Linked DNA regions of Mus musculus: regions 1 and 3 are each linked to region 2. Evidence: chromatin contacts called from public ChIA-PET and Hi-C data. All regions are on one chromosome and are shown on one strand. The core of a region is the stretch at or near the end of the contact, and the rest is flanking DNA. Distances in the headings are between cores, read along the strand shown. Region 1 overlaps Col14a1 (collagen, type XIV, alpha 1). Region 2 holds the start of Deptor (DEP domain containing MTOR-interacting protein). Region 3 overlaps Col14a1 (collagen, type XIV, alpha 1).

What was found. Hi-C and Micro-C count contacts between places; a contact is called where the count stands out from the background. ChIA-PET counts read pairs in DNA pulled down with a chosen protein or histone mark.
Region 1: a Hi-C map of B cells shows a contact between it and region 2, with 2.4 times the contacts expected there. The contact joins the enhancer-like site here to the promoter of Deptor in region 2. A contact is called at or near these places in 5 of 39 promoter capture datasets (cranial neural crest, hippocampal neurons, liver and 2 more), 2 of 484 Hi-C or Micro-C datasets (B cells and tail fibroblasts), 5 of 115 datasets of contacts at active chromatin or transcription factors (astrocytes, embryonic stem cells, large pre-B cells and 1 more) and 2 of 9 other capture datasets (embryonic stem cells and pancreatic islet).
Region 3: a contact with region 2 is called in an RNA polymerase II ChIA-PET map of memory CD8 T cells, with 10 read pairs. The contact joins the enhancer-like site here to the promoter of Deptor in region 2. A contact is called at or near these places in 10 of 39 promoter capture datasets (the C10 cell line, the HPC-7 cell line, cranial neural crest and 7 more), 4 of 484 Hi-C or Micro-C datasets (bone marrow-derived macrophages, embryonic fibroblasts, nephron progenitors and 1 more) and 12 of 115 datasets of contacts at active chromatin or transcription factors (the SCID.adh cell line, craniofacial prominence, effector CD8 T cells and 8 more).

The regions. Positions count from the first base shown.
Region 1 is chr15:55,497,830-55,501,652 of GRCm38.p6, forward strand. Col14a1 (collagen, type XIV, alpha 1) reads left to right here. Exons shown (of 48, transcript NM_181277.4): 44 at 587-653; 45 at 3,550-3,738. Among named protein-coding and RNA genes, the nearest start is that of Mrpl13, 58 kb to the right of the region's middle. Within about 2 kb of position 2,497, at least 31 of the 459 cell types and tissues checked have an H3K27ac peak or open chromatin away from gene starts, as enhancers often do. A contact at or near this core is called in B cells, where this site is marked.
Region 2 is chr15:55,110,479-55,114,374 of GRCm38.p6, forward strand. Deptor (DEP domain containing MTOR-interacting protein) reads left to right here and starts at 1,839. Exons shown (of 9, transcript NM_145470.3): 1 at 1,839-2,141. The coding sequence starts at 2,020. Gm9920 (predicted gene 9920) reads right to left here and starts at 3,104. Exons shown (of 5, transcript NR_045093.1): 1 at 2,862-3,104; 2 at 1,865-2,118; 3 at 642-738.
Region 3 is chr15:55,519,290-55,523,405 of GRCm38.p6, forward strand. It overlaps Col14a1 (collagen, type XIV, alpha 1), which reads left to right. Exons shown (of 48, transcript NM_181277.4): 48 at 644-1,514. The coding sequence ends at 723. Among named protein-coding and RNA genes, the nearest start is that of Mrpl13, 36 kb to the right of the region's middle. Within about 2 kb of position 1,667, at least 26 of the 459 cell types and tissues checked have an H3K27ac peak or open chromatin away from gene starts, as enhancers often do. A contact at or near this core is called in effector CD8 T cells and memory CD8 T cells, where this site is marked.

The DNA of each region.
Region 1 (3,823 bases), core at 1,247-3,746, 390 kb after region 2:
CTTTATACTAATTCCAGCCAGGACTCTCGTTTTCCTGAAGACATAGTATTGGCAAGAAGCAAGACGGCGGTTGGATAGAATCAAAGAAAGACCTTGAAATTGAACTCACCTTAATTCTGGTGCCCACTGAGTCTCTGTAGATGTTGTGAGGCTTCTAATGTAGTCGTGGTCTTGGCATTGCTGGTCTTGGGTTCAACAGGTTATTGCTGTGACCACTTAGGCAATGTGTTTAAAGCTGATTAGCTATAACATGGGCTTAACAGTTTCCCTATGGGTTGTTATTAGTATTAAATGAACCATCACTTGGGAAGGTATTAAATATGTATGAGTATGTTTAGATATTGTTAATTTTTTTTAGAATCTGGGACCAACAGTGTTTATTTGAGCTCATTAATCTAATAAACAAAGACTTTCAGGAACCATCAATCCGGGATACAAATTGTCTCCTGCATTAACCACAGTGGTTAGCCCTCCCTGTTGCTAGGAGCCTAGAGTCTAGGTGGGAACAATGGGTCAGGCCAGCTATGTCCCCGCTGTATGGCTGTGCAGTGGCCATGCTTGAGGAATATACTTCCTTCCCATCCAGGGAGACCTGCAGTCTCAAGCCATGGTGAGGGCGGTGGCACGTCAAGTATGCGAGCAGCTCATTCAGAGTAAGTGCAACCCTGGTCACCCATGTCCTGTCTCATTCCTGTCCAAAGTATGTTTCCCATCCCAGGACTAGAGAGGCCAAGGAAGACCCCGTCAATGCTCTGGATTGCTGTGTACACATCGCTTTACAAATCCCCTCTCTGAACCACCGACCAGCCTAATAGATTGCCCCAGAGCTGTACAAGGATGGCACAGGAGCCAGACTCCCATTTCCTCAGTTCAAGAAGCATTGATTTGCATATGCAAATTTAATTAGCTGCTGTGATCTTCCTTTTCTCCTCCCCCCCCACCCCCCATCAAATGGATGGGTTCTTTCTCAAATGTTAAGCACTTGAAGACTACCAGACCCGCTCAGAATCAAGATGACCTTGGTGCTTGTTTCTACTGGCTCACGGATTAATCACATTTCCTTTCTTATCCAGTCTATAGCCATTGCATTTGGTTAGCCCAAGGCCCTTCCTTTGATTCCTTAGGCTATATGCCAACACACACACACCCATCCATACACATAGGGTTATTATGACATCTGATATGACAGTTGGGCATCATACCCAAAGTCATACCAGAACACTCTTGCTGCAACCTTATTTCATTTCTTTATTTTCAAACCCGAATGTTTAAACAGCACTTATTTCAACAACAGATTCCTGTGCTCACCCATTTTGTATACATGCCTATTTATTATATATATATATTTGCCTCAAAAATCTAACCACAAGGTTACTTAGGGTGGGCCCTTCTCTTTGCCATGAATATGTTTAGTTCCAGACTGTTTGAGGCCAAGTAAAAACAACAATTCCTCTCTAACCCACCCAACTCTAGCTGAACTCCAATGCCCACCCCCTCCCCACACTGATAGCAACCTCCTCCCCCAGGGATGATATTTTCTAAGTAGTTTCCTTATCTCCCTCTGGGTTGTATTTACTTTAACCCAGAGAAGTTTGGGATTCGGGCCAGTAGAGCCCAGCAAGTGCCAAGAAGGTCTGTTGGCAAGATCCCGAATTCCACCTGTTCCTTTGGGATAAACCCAGATCCTTCCACGAGCAGAAGGAGGACAAAGCTACCATCATCAAACATAGTTGTCTTCCTCTGTGGGCTGTGTCTCTATCTAATTCTATGGTGCTCACAGTAAGAGAAAATTTACCAATTAAACAAAATAGTTATAATTAGTGACAAAATAAGATCTTCAAAAGCAATAAATTCTACAAGGGACATTGGACTTCAGGCACTTTTAAAGAAGGATATACCCAAAGCTCACATATGCTTTGCACTGTCTCAGAGGTTTCTTATCTCAAATGGGCAATGCAAATGAGTAGAAGATTAAACTTGGATGAAATTGCAGTGGGCTGAATCCTCCCAAGACTCCCTACACACAGCAGGAAGATTGATCCACAGTATCTGTTGCCTTATTTTACTATAGAACCAAAGCCTTGGATAACATGTGACTATTTAATACATGCTCTAAAAGCTGAGGGCCCAGTACAAGAGTTTTCTCCCTTCGAAATTCTCAGACTCTGACAAGTGACTTCTAGGAGTGGAGAGGTCAGAAGTGAGACAAGGTCTGAAAGGAATCCGTGCAGTAGAGAGGGCCTGTCAGTCACAGGAGGAAATGGCGGCCTCTGTTGCACCTTGGCTGTCTCCTTAAACAGTGCTCTGTGTTACATAAACTCCCACCCTGAACCGCTTTCTGGGTGTGCAAATCCTTCCACATAACCCCAGTCAGCTGGGTTTTCATTCGTAGTTGATCACAGGAATTATGCTAAGAAGCGGTATATAGGAAACGGGGGGGGGGGGAAGGGGAGGGGAGTGATGACAGCTGAGGAAGTGATGAACGACAGCTCCTGTCAAAGAAGGAAGTGAAAAAGACAGATGCCTCACCTGCCCAAACAGCGGAGGACGTGCCTGCTGATTGAATCAGGAGATGGTCTCCCCATCACGCTCATAGTTCACTGTTTAAGGAAAGAATGCATTGGACGTATTTACATATACTAAATACATGTAAAATATGATTAATACTTTCATTTAGATTTAAGTATTTAAAAGGAAATAAATGTATCTGAGGAGGCAGCTCAGTTGGTAGATTGCTGGTCTTAGGTTCAGTCCCTAGCACCACGCAGAGCAGACTTAGCAATGGCATGCCTGTAATCCTGAGACACAACCCCCCCCATCTCAGAAACAGCCCCCCAAATCCACAAAAGAGTGGGTGACCCTACACACCAAAATAATAAATGGAGATGAATAGCGGTCACCTGTAGGGGAAATGTCACCTTCAAAGATGTTGGAAAATGAAGTATCATGCTATTAGGACATTATTTATCATTGTTAAAATGTGTTCTTCCAAACTGAGTTAAGAGGTTATGAGAGAGCAACAGGATTTCATTATTATTATTTTTCAAGCCTAGGACAGGGGCAGCTGTAGCTGGGACACAGGCAAAGGTTCCTGAAAACCCATCTTGGCAACCAGAGTTGAGTGGAGACAGGCCTTGCCTGGGGATTGGAGAGCAGAAGGGTGGAGCGGGCTTCGTGGTTTGGAACAAAGACAACTAAGACATGTGGAGGGAAATTGCTGCAGGGAAAGGCATCAGGGTGAGGGGTCAGGGGTCAGGTAAATGTTAGGGTGAGTGTAAAATGTATGACTTCTGTTCAGTAGTGTTTATTGCGACGCTCACATGAACTGTGGAATTCCAAACACATGAGATGTGACTTGAACGTAGCCTGGCCATTAACATCATCCTGGAGAAAATGCAAAAACACTAAGTTACACACACAGATGAGCCTATCTCAGAAGGGCGTGCCTGTCCTCAGTGGACATCTGACAGAGCTATTGGGAGGTTCGCAGTACTGCACTCCAATTTCCCCTTTAACTGTGTGACAGTTCATTCATCTCTTGTTGCTCAGGTCACATGGCCAGGTACACAGCCATCCTCAACCAGATCCCCAGCCAGTCCTCATCTATCCGGACCATCCAGGGCCCTCCTGGGGAGCCCGGGAGACCAGGTTCACCTGGAACCCCTGGAGAACAAGGACCCCCAGGTACCCCAGGCTTCCCAGGAAATGCAGGAGTTCCGGGGACCCCAGGAGAACGAGGTAAGCGGGACTACTTTTCTCACAGGCTATCTCCAGGGAAGGGGACAGTGAATCAGAGTGTGACCATGGAGCTTATACAGTGACA
Region 2 (3,896 bases), core at 589-3,088:
AAGTATAAGATTTAAAACCTGAGAACCAGCAGCTGGGCATAGTGGCGCACGCCTTTAATCCTACCACTCTGGAGGCAGAGGCAGGCAGCCCTCTGAGTTTTAGGTCAGCCTGATCTCCAGAGTGAGTTCCAGGCCAGCCAGGCTGCACAGAGAAACCTTACCTTGACAAACCAAGCAAAAACAAACAGACAGACAGACAGCTGTTACCCTCATTAAGTCTAGGCCATCTCCCTCTGTCACTTAATGTTTATGCTATGGGGCTCTTAGAATACTTTGAACTGAAACCTCTCTCCATTGGTGCATCTTTTAAAATATTTACCTTTGAGGAAAAAATTTACCTTTGGAGGAAAAAATAGAACAGAGCATGGTGTTCAGGTCTTATAATTCCAGCACTTTGGAGACTGAGGCAGGGGGATCAAGGGTTTGATGCTATCCTGGGCTACACAGCAAGATTCTACCCCAAACAATAGTTTTGTTTACCAGAGAATGGACCTTGCAAAGTACTAAATGCTCTACTTTTGTGACCCTAGCAGGTTCAGAGCCTAGTCTTCAGGAATGTCAAGTAACATTCACAGCAGCATATGTTTTGTTATATACTGACACTTCCTGAAGATTGTGACAGTTATCGTAGACACAAGTACCTGTATCTTCCAAAAGGCAAATCCAAAGATACTTCAACAAATGTGTATGGCCGCGGAAGCCATGACTTCCCAGTCAAGCTATGTTGAAGTTTACAAACTAAAAACGAAGAGACACAGTGATGACTTTTAATGAACATGGTAGACCAGCTCGGCCATTCAAATATGTTTAACCTCCTCCTCTTTCTCCTCCTCCTCCTCACCCCCCCCTCCTCCTCTTCTTCTTTTAAAGATTTATTTATTTTATATGTGTGAGTACACTGTCGATGTGGCTGTCTTCAGACACACCAGAAGAGGGTATCAAATCCCATTACAGATGGTTGTGAGCCACCATGTGGTTACTGGGATTTGAACTCAGGACACCTGGAAGAGGAGTGAGTCAGTGCTCTTAACAGCTGAGCCATCTCTCCAGCCCCTAACCTGCTCTTCTAACGGTTTATTGTATTGCTTGCTTTTGTCAGTTAAGCTGTTTTTGGTTTTAGTTTGTTTTATGAGACAAGGTATCTTCTTATCCCAGTCTGGTCCAAACTCATGATCATCTTCTGAAGTTCTGGGAACATAAGTGTGTCGCCATGCCTGCCAAGATAGAGTTGTTTTAAAAACATAACCTAAAACTGAGAATGCTCTTGCCTGCTTGCCTGAGACAAGTTACCTCACCCCTCCGAGTTGCCTTCCCGACGTAAAAGGAATGATATGGGAAACACAAGAGGGTAGCAATTTATCTAAAACATCTTTAATGCAGCAGATGTGGACAAGTGATAGCTACAACTAGTGTAAAAAAGGGATTAAGAGCATTTAGGTAGGAAACCAAAGTAATGAAGCCAGGTTCTTAGTCTTTTTGAACCGCAGGGCAGGATCCTTTATTGACTCCACCATAGGGTAGTAGTAGATGGTCTATAGGGAAAGGGATCAGGTAGCCTGAAATGCCCTTCAGCAATATCCTCAACTGCTCCGTTTTTGAGTAATCTGTTCTCATTTTTATTCTCTACAACTCTAGTATGGAAAATGGAGAAAAACTGCAACATTCCCCAGCATGAGTTTGGGAGTGAAAAAGGAAATATAAAAGAGGAGCGAAAGGCTCAACCTCCTGCAAAAACTCAGGGCTCAGAGCTCCGCCCCGATGTTTTTATTTTTCTCCTTGTCCCCGCCCCCCGACCATGAGAGAGCCCAGGCCACGCCCCCAAGCCGAAGTTCCAGACCCGGACTCGCCGACTTCTCCTGCTTACCCGCAGGGATTCCCTCACCAGCCAATCGCGTCTGAGCCACGGCACCGCCCGGAACAAAGATGGCCGGGGCGGCCTCGGGGAGGGCACATTGATCCAAACGCCAGGCGCACCCGCCGGGACAGCAAAGGCAGAGTGGCAACCGCGCGGTCAGGAACATGGAAGAGGGCAGCAGCGGCGGCAGTGGTAGCAGCGACAGCAACGCCGGCGGGAGCGGCGGGGTGCAGCAGAGAGAGCTGGAACGCATGGCTGAAGTCCTAGTTACGGGAGAGCAGCTCCGGTAAGGAAAGGCACTCAGTAGATGGGCTCTCGATTGCCCTATGCCCGCCGCGGTCCGGAGCGCACACGCCATCTGGCTCGTGGCAGGCGTGTCGCGCGGGGCGTAGGGACAGTTGCGAGCGAGTGGGATGGTTGGGTCGCGCTGCACGGGTGCCTGGCTACTGCAGCCCGGAGGCTAGCAGCTTCAGCCAGGCTGCGGGGACCGATGCCGGGAACGCGCGGTGCAGGCTGCGCCCTAGCTGGACTGCTGCAGCCATGCGTCCCTCCGACTCGCCACCACTCAGTGCGTGCAAACCCCCTTGCCAGGTGTTCCTGATGACTGTCTAGTCTGCTCGCTCCAAAAAGAAGAGATTTCGGATGGGACCCCAGTCCCTGCGCTTCCAGATAGAAGGCTCCAGCACCCATGAGTGCCTTCGGTTCAGCTTTCCTTTTTTTCTAGCAAGACATGCTTCCCTCATTGGAGCTTCAGGTTACTTTTATGTAAAACCTGGAGCATATCTGCGAGTGCTTTGACGGGTTGCTTCTCTTCCAAAACCTTTCCCAGTTCTTTACCTATCCCTTGATTGGCACACTTGGTTTCAGGTGTCACTTGGGTCCGCAAGGGGGCGTGAAAGTACCTTGTTCAGTGCCCACGTTTGGGACCCCGGAGTTGGCCCACCGCCGCGCACTTTTCCTAGAATTACCACTTTCCCATCTCACAGATCCAGGAACAAGCACTTACCCCCAGGGCTCTTTTGACATTCCCATCGCTTCCTGTTCCTTTTTCTTGGGCATATGCTTAAGACTTGTGCTTCCGCAGCTGCCTTGATATTGGGGGTTGTAAATCAGATTGCCACTCCAAATGAATCCGGCTCTGCCAGAACTTGAACCGCGAGCCCAGTCCCACCTGAAAGAAGTGTGCTAGCTCCCTCTAGCTCTTGGCTTGATTTTTCCGGCTTATTTCGGTTTCTAGATGGCTGTTTCCAGACTGGAAGGAGAGTGTTACAGAGGTTCCTGGAGGTCTGGTAAAGCACTTGGCTTTGCAGTGTTCAGTTTGAGGAAGTAGCTGTTGGCAGTCAGGACGGTGGAGTCCAGTGTGACAGAAGGAAAATCACGCATTTCAGTTCCTCGTTAAATCTCAACTGTGTGGCCAAAATTGAAGGGAATTAAAAACCTGTTTTCCTTCATCAAGAGTATTTTGTAATGGAGATGACGTAAAGTTTTTCTGATTTAATTGGACTTTCTTAATAATTTATTGTTTTGTTCTTTACTATATTGCTGTTTGAAAAGGCTTTGCTTGGGTGAGATTCCTTGCTTTTTGTTTCTTTTACAAACATCATTAAGACCCCCAGTCACTTTCTCCTTCTCGATAACTGCTCCTGAAATGCACATTCTTCAGCCTCCCCTGAGCGCTCGCAGGCTTTCCCACCACAAATCTGCAGACCTGGGACTCGGGCTTGGTTTTCTATTCCTCCGCCATGTGGCCAAGTGTTACCGTGACTCTGTTTTGAGGAAGGCTTTGAACCTGACAGAATCCTGGCCTTGCCCTTGACTTGGCTAGTGTAGAGCCTGGGACAAAGATGAGTAACACTAACTTTTACCTGGTAGTGTTGTTATGAGGATTATGTGGCGTTAGTGCAGGCACCGGTGGGTGCTGCTACGCACTATATGATCACTAGCCAGGGTAGCCATGTTTGGACAAATTAATTTACTCGTCTGAGCTATTTCCTCATCTGTAAAGTGGTCATGAAGATGAGAGTATTTCATGGGGTGCTTC
Region 3 (4,116 bases), core at 417-2,916, 410 kb after region 2:
TTCTCCATCTCAGACTTTCAAGTCCCCTGCCTACCCGGCTCCAGACATGCTGGAGTGATAACATTGTAACAAAGTATAACAAAGTGCAACAAAGTAACATAAATCAACCATAGTAGAACCAGACTTCCGGTCAATCTGAATGGAGGTCTGGGCCTCTGAACCAAGACTCTATCCCAAAGGCCACTTTACTGAGGCTCTATCCTGTTCCACACAATAGGATGAGTATCTTCCTCCTGGCTCTTTTGCTCCACCTCCCTCTCTTGGCATCCCCTTCTTTCCACTCTCCCCTGGTGATGGACTTGTAACACGAGACTGGGTTTTTAATTTTATATTTTCTTCTACGATTCTACTGTATTTCAGGGTTTCTTTTGTAAATAAAAAACATCCGGTATTTAAGCAATTGGCCATGGTTCCAGTTTTCTAACTCCATTGTTTAGTTTGTCTTTCTCTTCCTCCTTTTAACAACTATAAAGCCTCCTGGGGAAGCGGCATAGCAGGCTCGGCAGTGAGTGCTTTCTCCTCACACATTGCACCTCTCTGCTTTATTGACCAAATCTGTGTCCCTAAGGACCCAGATAGGGGAGATTATCCATTTATGGTTCCTGGGCCCCATCAGTACCCCACCCCCACTTTTCCTCTTTAGTGTCCCATCCTGATCAGCCTGAGTTCACACCGGTCCAGGACGAGCAGGAGGCCATGGATCTGTGGAGCGCAGGCATCTGATGACCTCAGGAGACATTTGAAGAGCAGGGGCAGGCCCTCTTCTGGAGCTTCACTTACCAAATGCTGTCACGTGGTTTGTCCTCTACTTTGCAGAGGGAGGCAGGGCTGATGGTATGGGGTATATTTCCTCTGTGGATAACGTCAATATTACCGTTTTTTAAAAATTGTGTTTTGAAACCGCCCCTTTCTGTGACACTGTTTTAACTGTACACCAGTTACTTTGGACTTCTTCCAATGAAGAGTGCTGAGAAGGATACACCCTGGAGTGTCTTCTCTGTTACATCATTTCAAGTTGTAAAATTAATAAGAGAAGCGTGGTTATATCAGAGGGAATTTGGGGCCCTATCAGCAGAAGAGCGAATTCAGAGATTCCCAGTTTATACCACTGTCCCTGTACCCATGTCAGTGACCTTGCTGGTAATTGAATAACACCATCACTGAGGAAACTACCTCCTACTTGTTTAACCTGATCTGTCTAACTCATAGATTACTCAGTAACTGGTTTTCACGGGTGTTCAGAAATAAGAGCTAGAATATAGCCTTTCTCGATTCTGTAATTAAAAACAAAACCATAGAGTCTGTTTTCCAGTAGTCTTGATTCGTATAAAATAATGACTTCCTTCCAGTTCCGATGCAGAAAAGACCCATCTTTTGGCAGATCATTTGTCCAGGAGTGTGTTTCAGGGCTTGCCTCTCCTCGACTTACAGGGATTGCTTTGTAAATGCAGATATGTTTTTGAAGACTTGTTTTTATCCTTTTTTTTATAAGCAAATAAAAACTTAAAACACCATGTGTGGATTCTTTTAACTTCTGAAACTTCTGAACGTCACTGTCAGCCTTTGTGGTCTTGGTTGACTGTCGATCTCAAAAGGAACAGCTGTGGTCCTGTAGCTAAACATTTATTCTACCTCTCACTCCTTCATCCCTTTGTCCTCAGTGGTTAAGACAGTGGTTAGCCACAGAACGCCCTCCTCTGTGTAGAAGACATCCTGTCTGTACTAAGACATCCCTGAAGACCTCTAAGGCAGTGCTTCTCAGTCTTCCAATGCTGCCACCCTTTAATACACCTCCTCTTGTTGTGGGGATCCCCAGCCATATCAGTATTTTCTTTATAACTGCAATTTTGCTACTGTATGAGTCATAATTTAATACCCTTGTTTGCAGATGGTCTTAGGTGACTCCTGTGAAAGGGCCATTGGACCCACAAGGGGGCCACAGCTCACATGTTGAGAACCCCTGCTCTAGATGGTAAAGAGGAAATTAAATTGAATCCCAGAGACTCTAGACCTTAAACTAGAACTTCTTTTGTTTTTATTCCAAAGGAAAACTCTTAAGTGTTAAAAAAAATAGTTGAGTTCTATTAGTTTATTATATACTAGACCATTTGTTCTCACCTAACTCATCTAAAGCACATCTCAGTAGTCACTGCTGAATGTCCAAACCGAGAAACCTGAAAGAGGATCAATATGGAGCACTGTATCTGTCACCTTCCCAGCCTCTTAAGTTGAAAGAATTCTCCTAGGGAAACCTAGGTCTGACTAGGATCCCCTGTTCGGCTCTATTTGCTGGTTGGAACTAGGAAAGAATGAAAGCCATATCTTTGTGTGAGACCCAACTCCTCAGTTGCCTGACCCTGCTAACAACCATTTTAAGAAAGTTGGGTGGCTTCATTTACAACCTAACTTAGGTTCTGTCTGGGTCAGGAGAAGACTCAGAAAAAGCAGGGTGTCTGTTGAGTCACATTTTTTCCCCCTCTATCCTTCTGCAGATTTCATTGCTGCCTTTGGTTTCTGTTACTAGAGAGAAGAAGTCTTGCTAACAAATGATCCAACCGGCATCATGTATGTGGGTGCCTTGGATGACCCAGGCAAATAAGTAGCTTTCTGGTGTAATGAAGGAAGCCAGAGAGCATGTAGCCTGTAAACCTTTATGTCCCAGCTGAAATTTACCACAGAAAAACAGGGCCAGCAAGGAGTAGGAATTGCTCAATAATGCAAGGGATATCCACATAGTTGAACCTAGAATCCCCTGGGAGAACTCCTCCAATTTAAGCAGCTGGAAAGCTGATACATTGCTCTATAACAGTCTTCTGTCCGGTTCCTCTGTCTGGGACATTTAATGATGACGATCAAGACGAATAGTCTGTGTGTTTTTGATGAGTTAGGTAAGAACAAATGGTCTAATACTGTGTTACTTCAAAGACTTTCAGTTTTTACAAAAGATGAAGCCATTAGAGACTCTAATCTCTTCACAGCAGTCTTGGCTTGCACACACACACACACACACACACACAAATGACCTGGCTTTGATTTGGTGACTTGAATATGTTTACTTAAGCAACAGCAAAGTCTCATTTGCTTAGCGTGTGTCATCACTTGGACCCTGCATCTCGGCTTTTTATTGAGTGCCATGTTCAGAATAAAAGATGTACCTCGGATTCTGGATGTGTGTGTTTATAATACACAGCCTGTAATACAAGCTGACTCTCAGGAGCACGTTTTACTGGCTCATTTATCTTGGCAGGAATGCACGTCTCTCTTTTATAGGTGTACGCCATTTTCTGAAAGTAACAGGCCATCCTATCATGGGGAAAAACTTTCCTCCTCACACTCTCCATCACATTTGTTAGGATCTCTGTTTCTTTCAAAAACTTCAGGATGACCTTTCCTTTCTTCTTTGCCTTTTCTTTCTGGCGTCATCTTTGCATGCCTCTAACATTGCTGATTTAAGTCTGAGGCTGAAAACAAGAACAAAAGAGATGTGAACTGTGGAGAGAGACTCAGAATGCATGAGGAGAGCAGTAAATGAATTCAGACTTATGAGAAGTGATGCGGAGACAGAAAACGCGCTGGGATAGAAGTGAGGGGGGTGAGGTAGGGACGACTGCAAATGCTTCTAATTGGGTGCACATAGAATGCCTCTGACCAATCAGTGGAGAGATGGAGCTAAGCAGAATGCTGGAGGAGAGTAGAACACCCTGAGTTCAGTGCGCTCTTTCAGGAGTTGCTTGTCATGTGAGAGGAGTCTTCTTGATAAGAGAGGGAATGGAAGAGGGAACAAGATAAGCCGGGAGACCAATGCAAGCACTTAATGACTTAGATTTTAAATCTAATTTCACAGGACTCAATGAAGACATTATAAAAAGAGGAAACTCCATAGTCTAGTGTATTTTAAGTTTACATAGGGCAAATAAAGGCCTACCACAAGAAAGTTGATGCATTGTCAAGTTGGGCTAGGCACAAAAAAATTAGCAACTGAACACAGAGTGACAGTTCAAATCTAGGTGTTCTGCCAGAGATAGATGTTCTTAGCCTACTAATGTGTTTTGTGTGGCTGATGAATTTTAATGGCAAAGGAGAGCCGAGTGGGGACTTGGACTGATGAACGATTCT